Linked DNA regions of Mus musculus: region 1 is linked to region 2. Evidence: chromatin contacts called from public ChIA-PET data. All regions are on one chromosome and are shown on one strand. The core of a region is the stretch at or near the end of the contact, and the rest is flanking DNA. Distances in the headings are between cores, read along the strand shown. Region 1 has its middle 6.6 kb from the start of Gm41296. Region 2 overlaps Spag1 (sperm associated antigen 1).

Evidence for each region. ChIA-PET counts read pairs in DNA pulled down with a chosen protein or histone mark.
Region 1: an RNA polymerase II ChIA-PET map of memory CD8 T cells shows a contact between it and region 2, with 44 read pairs. The contact joins two enhancer-like sites. A contact is called at or near these places in 3 of 115 datasets of contacts at active chromatin or transcription factors (embryonic midbrain, memory CD8 T cells and stem cell-derived neural progenitor cells) and 1 of 9 other capture datasets (adipose tissue).

Annotation. Positions count from the first base shown.
Region 1 is chr15:36,714,805-36,717,611 of GRCm38.p6, reverse strand. No RefSeq gene overlaps it. Among named protein-coding and RNA genes, the nearest start is that of Gm41296, 6.6 kb to the right of the region's middle. Within about 2 kb of position 1,286, at least 343 of the 459 cell types and tissues checked have an H3K27ac peak or open chromatin away from gene starts, as enhancers often do. A contact at or near this core is called in memory CD8 T cells, where this site is marked.
Region 2 is chr15:36,213,263-36,216,284 of GRCm38.p6, reverse strand. It overlaps Spag1 (sperm associated antigen 1), which reads right to left. Exons shown (of 20, transcript NM_001359982.1): 14 at 1-118. Among named protein-coding and RNA genes, the nearest start is that of Gm41293, 3.7 kb to the right of the region's middle. Within about 2 kb of position 1,459, at least 84 of the 459 cell types and tissues checked have an H3K27ac peak or open chromatin away from gene starts, as enhancers often do. A contact at or near this core is called in memory CD8 T cells, where this site is marked.

The DNA.
Region 1 (2,807 bases), core at 37-2,536, 500 kb before region 2:
TCTTAGAAAGAGGAACAAAACACTCACGGGAGCAAATATGGAGAGAAAGTGAGGAGCAGAGACTGAAGGAAAGGCCATCCAGTGACTGCCACACCTGGGGATCTATCCCAGATACAGTCACCAACTCCGACACTATTGTGGATGCTAAGAAATGCTTGCTGACAGGAGCCTGATACAGCTGTGTCCTGAGAGGCTCTGCCAGAGCCTGACAAATACAGAGGCAGATGCTCGAAGCCAACCTTAGCACTGAGTGCGGGGGGGGGGGGGGTCCCCAGTGGAGGAGTTAGAGAAAGAACTGAAGGAGTTGAAGGGGTTTGCAACCCCATAGGAAGAACAACAATATCAACCAACCAGACTCCCCAGAGCTCTCAGGGACTAAGCCACCAACAAAGGAGTACACATGGCTCCTGCGGCATATATAGCAGAGGATGGCCTTGTCATGCATCAATGGGAGGGGAGGTCCTTGGTTCTCTGAAAACTTAATAGATGCCTCAGTGTAGGGGAATTGAGGGCGGGGAGGCGGGAGTGGGTGGGTGGGTGGAGAGAGGAACACCCTCATAGAAGCAGGGGGAGAGGGTATGAAATAGGGGTTTTCTGGAAGGGGAGGAAAACTGGGTAAAGGGATAACACTTGAAATGTAAATAAATTTAAAAAAAAAAAGATTCAGAAACTTATAAGCAATTACTTCATCAGCCTTTCTGACCCTTCCTGTCAAACCCCTTGTTTCCACCAGACACTGAATATGTACCTACTGTGTGCAAACTGTTGGCCATAGTTCTATGTGGGCCTCACAGACAAAGAATAGTTGGTGCCCTTAGGAAAATGCCCATAGGAAGCAGACTGGTGCAGCTCTCTGGTCAGGAACACTAGCATGGCTTTGCTGGTCCTTGAGTCCCTAGGGGTGGGCAGATGTGACTAGAACAGGCCTCTGAAGAGGGCTGTGGGCAGGTGCGGCTGCTAGGAGAAAGCTTCTTAGAGCATTAGCTCTCTGCCGGTTCCAGACCCAAGAACAGGCTGACTTGGCCTCAGCCACCAGCATCCAGCTGGTCACGTGCTTCAGGCAGCTGCTCTTTGTTTTTATCCTTCACCTGGCCTCTCTGGCCTCTCCGGTTTCTCTGGGGACAAATTCCAGAGTTTTGGAGTTCTGCTTGGTCACCCAAGGACAGACCCTTTAAGAACTTCCAGTCCAGTGCTAGGGACATCGTGTCCTAAGGGTCCTTCTGCCCATCTCCAGAGTGGTAATTAACCGTCCCTGGTAAGCCAGCATTACGTAAGAGGATTATGAAACTAACAGAAGGGTCTGCGATCTGTATCTATAAATAGGCACAAATATCATTACTGCGCCACTGTGAGGTTCAGAGCCATCTAGCGGTAGAAAATTGTATGTGCAGCTCTTGCAAATCCGCTCGAAAAATTATTCTTTTATGTTCTAAATGTGACACTTTGTACATAACTAGACCCAGAGCCTCCGGGTTAAACTATGTTGAGAGAAAAAAGGGGGAGTCCCTGTTTTTAACTTTTAGAGGTCATATCCTTAATAAAGGAAGTCCCGCCCTTTACATGGTGTGTAACTGAGAAATTCCAATGTGGTGACTGTATTTATGCGAGCCTCCTTTTCGCGTTCGCGAACCCAGATGCACGACTGTTTCGATGCTATTAGATCTGTCCCAATTTCATATTGACTGCCGCTGATTAACATGTCCGTGGGCCCGAGAATATTCTTTAAACCTGAGCGTGGTTGTCTCCTCCACACACAGTGCTGTTTCCTGTTTTGTTTCTCCTGCCTCAGTCAGAAGACTGGGTGGGGCCTGTTACTGAAAACCAGAAAAAGGACCACAGCAACGCATCTTTCAATGGCTTTTGAGTTTCGATAGAGTTGAACTTTTAGGAATCATAAGAATTGAAGACATAAACTAAATGTGCAAAGTGTGTGTGTGTGTGTGTGTGTGTGTGTGTGTGTGTAATGAACTTTGGGAAAGTGTATAACACAGAGTCAGAGAAGTGCAGGCATTACAAACTGTTCAACCTTGTTACACTCTGATACTGTATTCTGAAGACACCAGGTCAGGTTACAGTTCCAGCAGCACTATGTATGTGTATGCATTTGTGCATACATGTGTGTACATGTGTACACGTGTGTATACGTGCATGTATGTGCATGAATGTGCTGTGCGCACATATGTAGGAATATGTGTACGTGTGTACATGAGTATGTGTGCATGTGTGTGCCCATGTGTGTGCCCATATGTGTGTAGTGCACTTATGATGTAGATCCTCATCCACACCCAAAGGAACCCCCTGGCCAGCTGGATCCCCATCACTGAGCCCTGAAACCAGAAATGCTTTCCATTGTTCAGTCATAGAATGGGAGGGTGTGTTTGAGAGAATAAATCCCAAACATACCTCCGTTTTACCGGGGGAGGGGAGAGAATGAATATGCAAATTAGAACTAAATTGGATGAAAACTATGGTAAACATGTTATTTTTAGTGCTTACATTTGTGGATGAACATACCTGCTACTTAGTCACTAGGGAAAACAGAGTCTTTTAAATATGACTCAAAGCTGGGAAGAATCGAGCACACCTCTGATCCTGGCACTCAGGAGGCAGTAGAGGTGGATCTCTGAGTTCCAAACCAGCCTGGTCTACAGAAAAGGTTTCGAACACAGCAGGGACCACACAGAAACCCTGTCTTGAAAATAATAATTATAATGATAATAACTATGACTCAAGACACTTTGAGGAAAAGAACCATTCTCCATGACTGTCCCCCATAGGAGGGGAAGGAGAGGAGAGAAGGGGAACGA
Region 2 (3,022 bases), core at 210-2,709:
ATCTATCTGCAGCACTGTTTTATAGTCCACATATGCGTTCCTGTATTGCTCTAAGGTCTCATAGGCCATTGCTCGCCGCAGAAGAGGCTTCACTGAGAACGGATGAAGTTCCAGAGCCCTAAGAGGACAAGACAGTACGCGTCATTTACCTGAGAAGGATCCGTTAATTTGTATTTAGCAATGCAGACTGCAGTGCTGGACCCCTATGCATCACACCTGATATTTCACCCTGGGGTCCTGGCAATCTATCAGAAAGACAAACCCAAAGTTAAACAGCTATCATATTGTCCTTGAACCCACCGACTAGAAAGCATTCTACTGTCTTCGGGCCACAATGAGGTGTGAGTTTAGAAATAAAAGTCTCACAGCTAAGGAAATGGACCTGAGGCTCCCTGCACCACATAAAAGCAAGCACACATATCTGCCTGCTATGCCGAGCTTAAGAGGTGGAGACAGATTTGCTGGGGCTCACTGGCCAGTCTGAGGGGGTCCTTAAGCTGGCAGTTCCGAGGTCAGTGAATGTCTTAGTCTTAAACAATAAAATGGGGAGTGGCTGTGGAAGATGCTGAGCGCTGGCCTACACACACAGACACACACACATAACACACACAGAGACACAGACACACACGCAACACACACATACACAACACACGCACAGAGACACAGACACACACATAACACACACACATTCTTTTTTTTTTTAAAGATTTATTTATTGTTATATGTAAGTACACTGTAGCTGTCTTTAGACACACCAAAAGAGGGCATCAGATCTCATTGTGGGTGGTTGTGAGCCATCACGTGGTTGCTGGGATTTGAACTCAGGACCTTTGGAAGAGCAGTCAGTGCTCTTATCCACTGAGCCATCTCTCCAGCCCACACACATACACACACATTCTTAATCGTATCCATATATTTAACAAGGTGCCTTACTACTAAACCACAAGAACTTGCATGGTTTTTTTTATCAACTTTCTAACACTATCTATGGTTCATTTCTATTGATTATAAAAAGGGTATCAGCAACAAACCAGAAGAGAACCTGGGACTAAGCATACAACTGTTTATGAGTCATGAGTTTTCATCTTGCACTTTCAGTATCACTACATATAAATTTTATCTGCGAGGCCAGAGAGTGTGGAGGTGTTCCCCGCCACACCTGCATCACCTCCATCCCAGGCTGCTTTCATTGCTCAAGATACCACAGGGCCAATCAAGATGGCCCAAGCTTGGAATCTAAATTGACAAAATGGGACACAAAACTCTTAGTACTTCCTAACATAGGAAATGAAGGGTTAGGGTTTTCATTCTTTGACTACATCTTGAAAATGAGTGTGAGCCTGCGAATGGAAATGCCATTGAAGAAAACAGTCTCCAACCACAACCACAGACAGGTGTTGGGCATCAAAGAGCTCACCAGGAAGCCGGCTGTGACCCTCAGGCGTTTCCTGTGGGCAAGTCTGTCAGAAGTTGGCAAAAACACACAGAGGCGGAGAATGACTAGGCAACTTTAGCCTCTCTAGATACTCTAAATAGGAAGCTGTCCGTACGTGTGTGTGTGTGTGTGTGTGTGTGTGTGTGTGTGTCCGTACGTGTGTGTGTCCGTACGCGTGTGTGTGTCCGTACGTGTGTGTGTGTGTGTGTGTGTGTGTGTGTGTGTGTGTGTGTCCGTACGTGTGTGTCCGTACGTGTGTGTGTGTGTGTCCGTACGTGTGTGTCCGTACGTGTGTGTGTGTGTGTGTGTGTCCGTACGTGTGTGTGTGTGTGTGTGTCCGTACGTGTGTGTGTGTGTGTGTGTGTGTCCGTACGTGTGTGTGTCCGTACGTGTGTGTCCGTACGTGTGTGTGTGTGTGTGTCCGTACGTGTGTGTGCGTGCACTTGTGAGCGCCCATGTTTCCAACAACTTCAAGAGTTCTTCTGACAACAGAAGTATGATGTGGTTTGGGGTGTTTCTTGTTGTTATTTGTTTGTTTTCTTTTGGCTGATAAACAATTATGCAAAAATCTCCACTTTTTAAAACATTGTTTCTCCCAGTTTTGCTTAGGCATGATAGCTTCTTTATCTCACATGGAGCCTGCAAACTAAAATGTGGAGAAGCTGAGGAACGAGGGGCCCAGAGCCTCATGCATACCCCCAAACTTCCCAAGAGTGATTGCGCAAACAACCTCTGGAAAACACTGCCTCTCCAGAGATACAAAAAAGTTTATCTTCAGACTGGAGAGTCAGTCAGCGGCTAAACCCACTGCTGTTCTTGTAGAGGACCAGAGTTCTTAGCACCCACATAGGAAGGCTTCACAACCGCCTGTTACCCCAGCTCCAGGGGGTCTGATACCTTCTTCTGGCCTCCTTAGGTACTAGACATCCATACACAGACACACACATACACAAACACATTGTTTTCAGATCTTGGACTGGAGAGATGGCTTAGCTGTTAGGACCTGGGCCTGATTCCAGCACCCACGGAAGGCAACTCACAACCACCCATAACCCCAGATCTTCAGGCATTCACATGTGCTACACATGCACACACATGTGACACACACATGCATACTCATGCACAAACATGTGGCACACACATACACACACATGGTTTAAGTTCCTTAAAAAATTAAATACTATAAACAATATCTTCACAGGTAAAAAGGTTTCCCTAGTTTAAAATGTCTGGTTTGGTTTTTCTGAGTCAGAATTTAATGGAGCCCATGCTGGCCTCAAACTCTGAAGCTTAGGATAACCTTCAGCTCCTAATCCCACTGCCTCCATCTCCAAATTGCTGGGATTACAAGTGTGAGACATGACTCCTGGCTTCCCTTCCAAAGTTTGATTTATAATCCCAATTATCTGTTAAAAAGAGCTATGGAACTCCTCAGAATGCAAAGATTATTTCTGAAAACTAAATAAGAAGGCTCTTTGAAAATGCATGCAGTCTTTGGAGCTAGAAGTGAAGGTTACACATTTTACTAATAAACTATTCCTTGTTCATGTAGATTCAAATATATCCATAGTTGAGCATGCTCCTGAA